Regions from separate parts of the Columba livia genome. Here region 1 is linked to region 2. The links are chromatin contacts, called in public Hi-C maps. All regions are on one chromosome and are shown on one strand. Each heading gives the region's core, a stretch centred on a gene start, on an enhancer-like site or on the middle of the called end of the contact. The rest is flanking DNA. Distances are from core to core; before and after follow the strand shown. Region 1 overlaps CFAP298 (cilia and flagella associated protein 298). Region 2 holds the start of EVA1C (eva-1 homolog C).

Region 1 (6,202 bases), core at 1,251-3,750, 59 kb before region 2:
TATGTGTATCGAGCACCACTTTAGAGTCAAGAGCCTGGGGACTGATTGCACAGAAGGGACCACTATTATCTACTTGGTGTCTGTCCCTCTGCTCTGGACACGGCACACACACCACAACAGCTCTCATTTGGTCTGCAGCCCTTCAGACGTTGATTGAGGGACAGCTCAGTTAAGCAGGAATCTTTGAATTAGTCTTAACCTGTAATACACAAACCGCTTACTCGAAGTGTCTTATTTTAGGGAAAATAATTCTTCCAACACAACATGTTGCCCTATCAAATTTAAGCCTTTGATGAACTTGATCAAGAGCTTATGTTATTGGCAAATGTTTTCCCTCCTGTGTTCTCAGAAACAGCTGAGTGTCCCGTGTGTAGGCATGCAGACAAAGCCTGTCTTGTTTCGCATGGTTGTTAGCAATGTCAGGCCTTACAGCAGAAGTTTCCAAGCAACGGTAACATAAGGACAGTACCACTAGTATTGTACTTGGGCATTTATTTGTCAGTGGGAGGACAGCGTTGTAATATTAACAAAGTTGTAATATTGAACAGTGTATAAATGTGGGCTAAACTAAATACTATCAAATGATGCACTTAAGTGTTCAGCTGTGAATGAGTATGATTTAATTGAATTTTTGTGTTGAGGAGAGGCTTTTTGTAACAATTAAAATAGATAACTTTAATATGAAATGCACATTGTATTTAAAAAACTGCATATGATGTTAGTTTGAGATTTTAATTAGGAAAAAAGTCAGAAAACTCCAAGCTGTTGTCTCTGGTTACAGCACATTTGCCAGTAAAGACCACAATAGTCCTAAGTATGCCATGGGAAAGTCCTGGTTTTGGTTGTGGGGACTATGAGGTTGTGGTGGTTGTTTTCTATTCAGTACCATTGTCCCAAGTGAAGTTCCAAATACCAGTCAGATGTCTTTGTGGAAAAGTCAGTTTGACTCTCCCAGAAGAGATATTGTTGGGGTTTTTGTTCATAAGTTAGTCAGAAATGTGGCAATGAACTATCAAACTGGTAAAAAGGCTGCAACTTAATAATGTCTCTCTTGCTTTGTGATTTAATAGTGTTTCATTTGCTTACTGTAGAGAATAAGCTGGTCATATTGTTTGCTTGGTTTCTTTATAGTAAGTGTAGCGTCTTAACTAAGTGTCTGTTATGTTTAGCTCCAAATGAAAAAATGCAGCAAGTTATTAAGAAGACAATAGAGGAAGCCAAGGCATTAATCTCTAAGGTGAGTTTCCTGAAGTAACATGCGGTATGTGGGACTTTCTAATAGGTTCTGTGTAGCTGGGCAACTTAAGAAAAAAATAGACTTTTTCAGGGCGAGGGCTGACCGTTTTTGACTAGTATCACAAAGTGATGTGAATAGTCTAATAAAAACTGACACTTCTGTTAATGATTTTCTTAATGGCTTTTGGCAAGCTGGTTCAACAAGTTAAGGAATCAGATATTAAACTCCAAGTGAATGCTGGCAGCCAAGACCACACTGAATGATTAAATCACATTTAATTTTATCCACACGCTCTTAATTTGCTATTGATACATTCTTTAGGCAAATGCTTGTCGTGTTTCTGGTGAAAAATTAACTGCATTCTGCGATGTTCCTGAAATAAAATACCTTTTGCTCGTTAAGATAGTCTTTTGAGTTTTATGTATAATTAATTGAAGAATGTGTTCTAATCTCTTAGATTTTACAAGCAGTTGGGCTCACACTCAGTCCCAGTGAGTTTGTATGTTTAAAGATAAGCATGAGGATATGCCCTGATGGGGCTATGGTCTCAGTTATTCAACTTCACCAAACCTGTAGGTGCTCTGTGTTGTGTCTCAGCTTTCATACGACTCTGAAACACAAATTAAATCATATTTATTATCAGATTTCTTCTTTGTAAACATGCGCAAGTGATTTTCTTCTCCCTTCCCTCACAGTTCTGGTAATTGGTATGTGTAGAACCTTAAAAAGCTTTAAACCAGTTATGCAAGTAGATAATGTTACTGAATTTTTAGTGTGGCCTGTGCACTTAAATTGGCCTTCTTGACTGTTCTGTTGCTCATAACAGTGTCCTATCAGTTATTTAGAGTGAGCAGCTCAGTGTTTCCAAGGGCCTCCTGCAGGCAAATGAAGAGCTGCCCTGTTGCCTGTCAGTGCTTCCAGTGCACTGAGTTGCAGCAAACCTTTCCTGAATTGAGGTAGGATTTCAGCCAGAGTGTCAAAAGGCCTAGCAAAATCTACACAAAATGAGAGATGTTTCAGATTAAAGCTTCTGGACTATAAAGATTTTCTCCAGATGGACTTTTTATTTTTTTTTTCTGTTGGATTGCATCCCATCAGCTCTGTTTCTAAACAGGGAGGAAATTAATATGTGTAGTTTTACTTCCTGAGTCAAAAATATCTGCAGATCTGGTCTCCACTTCGCAGATCTTCCTGGGTGAAACTTCCAGTTATATACCAAAAACAATCAAAAGTTGCAAAAATGCCACACTGCATGCTCACTCCTCAAATTACTGCCATTCACTGGTGAATGAAGTTAAGGGCAGTTAGGGAAGTTGTTTGTTAGGTTCATCACTTTACAATCACGAGAATGAAGACATAAGCCTGTGTATTTACTGAAAAAAAAATTTAAAAGTTGATAATCTGAGATTGAGAAACCAATAGTACTTGTCAGTTAACTAGTTTAAGAATGTCCACAAGGAGGCAACATTCTCTTGCTCTCTTTTTTTATAAACCTAGTTACTTAAAATATTGGAACTGTTAAATCCGTAAGCAAAAACTTTTATTTCTTCTCTTCCAGATGCATCTTGTTTGTCCTCTATCCATTGCAGTAGGGTTTGGAATGATCTCAAGTATCTGATCTTACAGATCTCTGCATAAGCCATGCAATATGCCAAGCTTTACTCTTCTGCTCAGATGTGCTCTGTTCTTTCCATCAAGTTTTAGGCCCCTTCTTTAGCCTTCACTTGGATTCTGCTGGTTTGAATCTTGTTCATGAATCACAAGTACTTGGAAGAAAAAACTTCCCGTCTAGTTTCTGTGGTCAGATGCATACTTGTTTGAATGCCTGTATCCCACAGACATTTGTTACTAAATGTGTCCTACACAATTTAGTTGAAGATCTCTTTTTTTTTTTTTTTCTCCTTTTTCTTCCGCCTGCCCCAACCAGTGAAAGCAAACTAGAAGGGGCAAAAGTTTAGGGATGTATTCAGAAGTCAATATTCAAATAAGAAAATTTGCACTCCTAATAAGTTTGTGCAGCCAGTTAGCTTTGCTCAAATATCTCACTGTTGAACATTTGAACTGACTACAAAGCAAAGTCTTTTTACATATTTTTTTTTTAATTACCCATGATCCCTGCCTGTATTTCAGAAACAAGTTCAGGCCAATGTGTGTGTTACGATGGAGATGGTGAAAGATGCATTGGACCAGCTCCGAGGGGCTGTGATGATTGTATATCCCATGGGATTGCCTCCACATGATCCAGTTAGGATGGAGCTTGAAGATAAAGAAGACTTGTCAGGAACTCATGTATGCAGTAATGTATTTGGATTATATGTAGTACCTGGGATAAACTTGTGCTGTTCTTTGTTTTATCAATGATGGCTGTTTTCATTTGCATGGCAGATTTTGTTTAGTATTTTTATCTGATAATTTATGTAAAAGCGCACCAACAGCTTATCTAGAAATAAGATGAATGAAGTTTGTTTGAAATGTCACATACAAAGTTCAGGTAAGTCTGGGACTCATTTTAAATAGCTTGTCATTTCTTTCTAATGCCAGTATTGAGAATTTGTTGCCTAAAGTGTTTATGTTAGATCAAGATTGAATGGAATATGAACAAAAATGCCATCAATTAGTATGAGGAGAAAGATGTGGCAGAGGTATAGTGTAAAATTACACTGGCTTTTCTGTTAGGAATTCCAGAAAAAAAAATCCTGGAAAACTTTGCTGGTTTTGAAAAAAAGCAAAAACTAACATCCTCCAACACTTCAGCTTGTTTGTTTATTTGTCACAGGCTGGACTTGAAGTTATAAAAGAATCAGAAGCACAATTATGGTGGGCAGGAAAGGAGTTGAAAGAAACAAAGTTGCTGTCTGACTATGTAGGCAAAAATGAGAAAACAACCATAATTGTCAAGATACAGAAAGTAAGTATCACTTGAAAATTTCTTCACGCTATTAATCTTTGGCTAATTCTGTGTGGAAGAGAATTGTCAGTAGATGTATAAAATCGAATAGATGAGTTCCAGCTTGAGTGTATTAGAACAGTACATCTATTTTAAGGTTTTAGTTATTTTATTCTAAGTTTTTCTTCTCTTTTTCATTTGCCTATCAGTTAAATACTGTAGTTGCTATTACTTGCTTCATAGCACTTTCTAAAGTACAGCAAAGAGGTATTTAAAAGTAGGTGAAATAAAAACTGAAAAGTCTAAAAAAACCTCAGCTGGTTCTCAGTGCAGAACACTGAACAGAGCCAATCGTTCAGTCTGCTCAGTTTTAATAATTGTACTTGTGAATGTTTTTGTGTCCCTATTCTGGCCTTTAAAAAGCAGTTTTAGTGTTTAGCGCATATGTGATGTGGATACCTCTCATCCCCTTTTCATTCTGTTCATTGTCTGAAAGAAAGTGTCCGTAACTCAGGAATTTCCTGCCTGTGATGTCCTGAGTTTCTTGACAGCAGGTCCTCAAACTCTCTCAGTTGCCTTGGAAATGTGGATGTCTCCTCTTTGAGAGGCCATGGGTTGTGGAAGGGCCTGAGCTTATGCAGTCCTGAAGTGTTCGGTGAGAATTTGCTAAGTGCTAGAAGGAAGAGCAAGCTGCTGGGCCTGCACCACCCAGTTGTGCTGTTGGCTCCAGCTCACCTAAAGCTCTCAGCTGAATTTTTTTTAAAGAAATTAGACTTCCCAGTCATCAGATGTACTGAAGCAGATGAGCCCATCTATATTAATTGTGAACACAGGTCTGAGTCATTCACTGAAGTAATGCGCTGAAGTGAGGCAAAGATCTGCTGCTCCTCAGTTTGTAGACCTGATGCTTCAGCAAAACCCAGTCATTCAGTGTGTACCATTGTCTGACACAATGGTCATGTTCTTGCAATATCAGAATTAGCACCAAGTTCCTGGGGCTGTTCATTAGTTTTTGGACAAGATGATTTTGTGCTAACTGTGCAGTTGTGTTCATCTCTGAGAATGCCATGCTCAAGGGAAGAATATTTGATGTTTCAAGTGACTTTCAGAGCTTTGTCAGAAGATGCTCACCTGTGTTTTGTGTGTGTGTGTGTATATATATATATATATATATTTATAAAATACCACATTCAAAGGGTACTTTTGTGATTATCAAATGTCTCAGAGTACTTAACCATTGCTCAGAATTATTCTGGAGCTGCGTTTTGCTTCTGTGTCAGTCAGAGCTTCTGTGCCACAGAAAGCATTAATGTTTATGGCAGCTGTTGTTATCTGCAGGTGTCAGCAATAGAATTAATCAAAGATAAGTCAAGTGATGTATGTGTTTCTCATTTAGAAGACTAGAATTGTTTTCTCTTTCCTATTATGGTGACTGAAAAATTGCATGACAATTTAACAGCCATTGAAGCATAGGCTCCCAGGAAAGTTGTCTTGCTGTTTAGTTAGTTGATGGACCTCTTCAGAGAATGCAAAGTAGTATGGTCATTTTCTATTACTACAAGGAATGCCTGCATTCTTGACTTGGGGAGTTAATTCAAACCACCTCAGACCCTTTTTGTTCCAGAGAGGGTTCACCATTTCTATTCAAACTGTTGTATTTGCTGTTGTTGACAATAGCTGTCATCAGGTACTTTCTGCTGTGTGCATCATTTCTTCCATGAGACAGTTGCCTAGAAAAATATACATTTGAAGTAACAAATAAAATAAAAGTGTTTTGTAACTGCCTTCTTTCCATGCTTTACTAAGTCATATGGCATTTTGAGTCTGCATTAGCAGGGAAGCCAGAGATGGATGGGCCCGTCCTGAGACATCTAGATTGGATGTAAAGCAGAGAGATTTATTATGTCTTTTACAGCAGAAGTATAAGTAAAATAGACTCAGTCCTGTTTGTAGCTTCCATTGATGTCCACAAATTTGACAGCTTGATTCAGATGTTGAGATGAAAAAATAATTCTTACTTTAATGCAGCAGAAGTTTCTCAACATTTATTTTCCTGTCCTGTGGGACCTTATTTAATT
Region 2 (6,101 bases), core at 2,745-5,244:
GCCACCAAACTGCTAGAAAAGAATAGCTTATACAGATCTTTAAGTATCATGTGTATTGACCTCAAATATCTCCTGGAGAAACTAATTTCACTTAGTGACACTAAGTCCTCCTCACAGAATTTGATTTAGAACTCTGCTGCTGGAGTCTTGTTTCAGAACATTTTTCTCCCTATAAAACACCAGTTCACATACCAGTTCATGAAATGTTAGTGCATGGTGAAGAAATGTCTCTCTCTCAAAAAAACCCAACACCCACCAACAAAGAAACCTTTTCATAGTTAAAACCCAGACTGAGAAACATATGAGAACAAGAACCTGCAGCTGTATGTCCTGTAAGGGCAAGAGTAATAACAAGACCACAATGGCAACTGACCTGCAATACCCAAATTAAGAGTTTCTACTTGCAGCCAGAGCCACCAACCTCTCTCTTACAAAAAAGGGAGGAATAAGTACTGTAATAGTTTCACTGCTTCTGTTCTGTGAAGTGATCCATAAAAAATAACCACAGTTTTCTAAATGGGGAAATAAATACAAGTCAAACATTAAAAAAAAACGAAAAAAAAATAACCCTTCACTATCCGCATGCACTGTTCCTTGCTCCCCTTTCCAAAACATCAAACAAGTCCCAAGAGGGGTCATCACCGCCTTGTTACAAGCAGCAGTTAGGTCTTGTGATTAACAAATAGACTCTGGGCGGGTTAGAATTGCTAGCACAATTTAATATACACATTAGGAGAACAACAAAGATGCCACATGCAGTTGTTGCAATCTGACAGCAGGCTGGGAAGTGCTAAGAAAAAGCTGTCAGAATTGGGGGGGGTGGGCAAGGGGAGAAGGAGAGAGGAACAGAGTTTGGGCTGCTGAGGTAGAGATCTGATGCTGGAAGCACACAGAGTGGAAAAAGCCATGAGCCAAGAAAGCATGCACCTGATAATCTGAGTATAAAAGCCTGAAGTCTGTGAAAAGGAGGAAAAGGTTAAGCCACTGGACTTCCAGTTGTCTGTGCACTCCTAAATTCCCAGTGTCAGGTCAAATTGTGCTGAGCACACTAACGGTCCAGATCTCAGTTCCTTTTGCCATCACAAAGAAACCTGTAACCTGCTGCCTGGAAGCTTTACCCTCAGAAGGGCAGAGTTAGACCTGACCCTTTCTGTAAAAGTGAAAGAAGCGCAGGTGGCGGGTTAAAGCCGCGGGAAGCAGCTCCCCGCTCCTCATCCCTCGGGATAATCCCCCAGGAGCTGCCCGCACCTTGGCAGCTGCTGGGCGCTGCCCCTTTAAACGGGGCAGATTTGTTTTCGTGTAAATTCAGCAGAGCTTAGGAAAAGCAAGTCACTGTTCCTGCTGAGGGAGGGTGCAAAGAAAGAAATTCAACAACTTTTAGAAGCTCAGCTTGAAGCTGCTGTTATGGAGCTTGTTTTAATTCTTCAACAGGTATTAGACTGAGGATGGCACTGCAGGATGCCCTGTTACGTCTGACAGTTCCTGGCCCACTGCACCTACTTCTGAAGTAGCTAAAAACTTCTCTGTGTGCTCTGAATACCCTTTTTTAAAAGGCTGGCATAACATTTTGGACTTTTCTGTCATTCTGGATTACATCTCCATGTTAAAAGTAAAAAGAAAATGGGAGCATAATTTGTTCAGGCTTGGAAACTTCCCAGTCTGGCAAGAATTTTGGAATCTGATTTTCTTTTCTACATCTTATTTACTAAATCGTCCACATGACATTTTTAATGCTGATCTCTGAGGTGAGACAGATTTTACGTTGGTCATTCTACCTATTCAGAAAGTTCAGTACACAATGAAATACTGAATACAGCTGCACTTCTGAAATGTATCTTGGATAACCTTATCTAAATAACTTCATTTGAAATGTGAATAGACTTTTGTGAGAGGAACTTTGCTAGATAAACTGGAGGGATATTTTTTAACTCTGCGGCTATTTGAAAGGAAAAATTTGAACATTTACTTTATTTTCTTGTGGAGAACTACTACATGATTCCAAAACTAACATCTACAAGCCAGCAGTCAAGCCAAAAAAACACCGAAGAATGAGATAACAAGCATTTCAAAGCCTTTACATGTAGAAAATAATCTAATAGAAGAAAGGTAGTTTATCCAAGTATATAATTCTGGTCTTTATATTTGGAGGTTGCTTATTTAGAAATGTTCAGGCTTACAGAGCTGGACACAATAATAACATCATAAACTGTATTTTATGTATTTTATGTATCTATGGTTGAGAAAATAGTTTCTGCAGAAACTATATAGTTTCTGCATTTTGAACTGTATTAACATGAACTATATTAATATGCATAACAATACTTTTGGACTATTAATTATATACTAACACTGTTCCGGTGCACTCAACTGACTTTTGGTAAGTTCTCCTCTCTTCATTAAGGGTAAGGTTTGTTTTTTGCCCTAGAGGCAGTTCCTTAAGCTTGCAACTGCCAAGAATATGCTGTGCTTATTGTGAAATACATAAAGGAGAGAAACTGCTCTTCTAAATCATTTTCTAACAGCAGTGAGATGTCCTGGAGCACAAGGAAAGTTACAGAAGTGCAGTTTTCTCAATCAGAAAAGAAAAATTGCTTCTCTGTTCTGCTGGAAACAAGGACATCTTTCCAATTTCTACAGTCGTAACATTTTGCAATGAGACAGCACCCCTGCAGAGATCACATACGTGATTACTGAATGACAACTAGTCCCTCGGCTCGCTTCAAAGCGACTCTCACCATCGCAGCGCTACCAGCCAAAACGCTCTCCCAGCAGAGAGAAGCGCAGCGTTTGTTTGCTACCGGAGTTAGGGACGGCTTACTCGGAGCCCGACTCCAAGTCTCCAGGAGAAAGTGGGAACATTTCCAGGGACTTCCACGCACTTCGCGTCAGGCCCTGGCCGATTCACGCGTGGCTTTCCCACCGCGCAGCTCAGAAGAAACCGACACTCCGAGTCCTCACGTCCCTTCCCACCTGACCCCTCTGGAAGTCCTTCACCCCTCTCTTCCTTCCTCCCTCCTTCACACGGTACCGCGGCTCCGGCACATCTGAATCATCCGACCCTGCTCCCCTGGGTCCAGGCCCGTGTCCGGGCCCCGGGACACGCCGTGCCTGGAGCTCGCCCGTCCAATACGCAGCTTCCCGAGCTGTTTCGGGCGGGGTCCGCCAGCCAGCCGGGGAGCGCAGGAGGCAGGTGGCCCCGGCACCTCATACCCGTGCCCGGCCGGGGGTGCCGGGGTGCGACGGCCGCTCCCCGCTCCGGCGGCGTCACGGAGGGGAGGCAGCCGGCAGCGCCGCCAGACCCCTGGCGCAGGTGCCTTACTCCTGCCTCGGCGGCCGCCGCCAAACCCCGCAGCCGCCACGGCAGAGCCCCGAGCCCTAAGGCCGCGACCCTCAGCCCCGGGCACCACGTCCCGGCCCTCCCCCCGCTGCCGCCGGCCCGCCCCGTACCTGAGAAATCGGCGAGCGCCGCTACCTCCGCGCTACACACGAGGATCAGGCAGGAGAGGAGGCGGAGGAGCCGCCCGGGCTCTACCTGTCTCCGGCGTAGGTGCTGCCCCGCAACCCCGTCCCTCATGGTGCGGGAGAGGGCAGCTCCGGGGCGGGGGGGCAAACCCGTCTCCTCACATGATGGAGCTGGCCCCGGCTGGCGGCGCTGCCACCCCCGGCCCGCCGGGCACCCTCCACCGCGGGGCAGCGCCGGCTGCCCCGGGACAGCGCTGGCGGCGGGGCGCGGGAGGAGGAGGAGGGCGGAGCAGCCCTGCCCGAGGCCGAGGCCGCAGCGCAGCCGCCCCCCGCCGCGGCGGGAGTGGGTCCCGGTCGGCGTGGGGTCCCGGGAGACGCGTCGCCGCCGCTGCGGGGGAGCCCGCGGGGGCGGTGGGGCAGGGAAGCGACTCCTCGGCGGCGCCGTGCCTGGCACTGCCCTCAACGCGCATCGTGCGGGCCGGGCTGACTCAGACCCGGCTGCACCTCGCCCGCCCTCCCCCGGCTCTCTCCACCCCTCTCCGGGCAGTTCGAGGTCCCGGCACCTCCCTCTTGGCTAAGGGGCGTCGTTTCGCCTTCACACCCTGTGCGGAGGGCTTTGTGTTCAACTTATTTTCCCCCCCCCCTCATTCTGCTTGGCAATGGATAGAGGGGTGTCACGGACTTAAGACACACACCCTGACTCATGTGACAATATTTTCCCTGCTTGTATTATTCCCAATACAGATGCAAGATGCTCTACATCACTCCCTGTCCCCTGCAGCACAATTTCCCTGCCTCCCCTCCTTCAGACCTTCTTCTTCAGACCCTGCCAAATCTAACGCTCCAGCCCAGCCTCCTGTCTTCAGACGCTGTCTCACAGGTCTCTGGGGAAAGCCAAGCTGACAGCTATGCCCGGCAGAATCCCTGCATGGGAGATTTCACTGGGCAAACAGCTGTGTTAAGAAATGGCCCTGACTCTTCCATGTTGCAAAAGAAACTTTCCCTTTCTCCGTTTCCTCATGTTGTTGCCTGACAACACCTTATCACAGCCCTTAGCTTTAAGACTTGTGTAGTTCAGCATAGCTGAGTTTGAAGTGTGTAGGCTTGCTGAAAGCTTTCATTGCAAAGTGAGAAAACATCTTGACGTGAGTTTGAGAGAGTTCAGGTTGTTCCCTGAAGTCTTTTGTAAGGCTGAAAAGTAAACCAGTGGAAAGTTCAAACAAATTGTTGTTACAACCTGCTAAGCCACCATCAAATATAATTTGAATCTCCTTTTAAGGTATAGTGGACTAAAGGAAATAAATCAGGACACTAATTTCCTAGTTCCTGTAAGAGCTGCCCTTGGGAAAGAGAGCCTAGAAGCAACACTGGAAACAGGGCATAAAAGCATCTTCTGCCTTGGGGATGTGCTCGAGTATAAAGTGTGTAGGCAAGAACATCAAGTTGTTTACATCCTGTCATGCATGTTCACACTGATCTTTCTCCTGAAAAAAAAAACATGAATAGGTGAGAGATGACGGAACCAAACTAATTCTGTTAAATCCGTTCCTCTCCTCCTTCTCCAACTGAAGTTGGATCCTGTCCAGGTTTGAATTTCCAAACTTTGGCACCTCTTTCTGGAGGTTACACTGAACTTTGACCAGCTTGAACTTCATGTTTGAATATGAGTCCACTTTCTTTCCTCACCCTCTCCCTCTTCACACACAGAACAACAACTAGGTAACACACATAGTATAGCCATGTTTCCCTAGTCCTGGGCAGATAAGAGCAAACCAGGTTTAACATGAACCTGCCTGAGGTCAGGGACGTTGCATCGAGTTTTACTGAATTCAGATAACTGGGATCAAAGATGCCGAAAAAACAGGATAAAATAGAATAGCTCTGAAGCATCTGCAGCTGCAAACAAGCATGCCAGGTGTGTGAAGCTCTTCCTTCTGGCTGCTTCAGATAAGGACAGTGTTTGCCTCTGAACTGAACCAGTTGCCCTGTGCCTTCCAACTGTGGTACTGGAAGGAGACTTGTGGGAGTCTCCTGCCTACTCCTCTAAATTTTTCCCTTGATATTGCCATACCTGGTCATTTAATCTGACACTTCCTGCACTCGATCTGAGAGGTCAGTTCCACCCAAGGTAGAAATTAATGCCAGGGGAATGTTATAAGTGGCATAGATTTTTACCCATCCATAAAAGAAGCATTTGAGGACCACACATGGATCTTCTAGAAAGGTGTTTAGATGACTACAGTGAACTTACTTGTCTACCTGCCATGTCTACCGTAACTACATATCTACAGTAGCTTCAAGTGAGTGCAGTCAGATGATCTATGGCTTCAGGATGCCAGAGCCTCAGTCCCTGTACAGTTCCTGGAGACAGTTCTCATATTCAGGCCACCTGCTATAGCTCTAACAGGAGGTGTTTCACCTCCTTCTCTGTGAATTGCTCCTTAATTCCTGGAGCATAGATGTCAACAACGGCAACTGTTGTATGTGACTCTGAGTAGACAGTGGAACTGTGACAAGTGCACAAACAATGCAGAAGAACATATAGAATGTCAAAAATCACTGAAAAATATCATGTACTCATGCTTGAAAGTCTTTGAATCGGAAGATCCTGCGCGGCCGTTTGCCTGATGAGAACTTGT

What was found. A called contact is a pair of places that touch in the nucleus more often than the background predicts.
Region 1: a Hi-C map of liver shows a contact between it and region 2, with 2.0 times the contacts expected there. The contact joins the enhancer-like site here to the promoter of EVA1C in region 2. A contact is called at or near these places in 2 of 2 Hi-C or Micro-C datasets (crop and liver).

Annotation. Positions count from the first base shown.
Region 1 is chr1:91,485,364-91,491,565 of bColLiv1.pat.W.v2, reverse strand. It overlaps CFAP298 (cilia and flagella associated protein 298), which reads left to right. Exons shown (of 8, transcript XM_065066531.1): 4 at 1,170-1,237; 5 at 3,368-3,526; 6 at 4,014-4,145. Among named protein-coding and RNA genes, the nearest start is that of CFAP298, 6.6 kb to the left of the region's middle. Within about 2 kb of position 2,500, at least 1 of the 3 cell types and tissues checked has an H3K27ac peak away from gene starts, as active enhancers do.
Region 2 is chr1:91,427,679-91,433,779 of bColLiv1.pat.W.v2, reverse strand. EVA1C (eva-1 homolog C) reads right to left here and starts at 3,994. Exons shown (of 6, transcript XM_065066428.1): 1 at 3,448-3,994. The coding sequence starts at 3,574.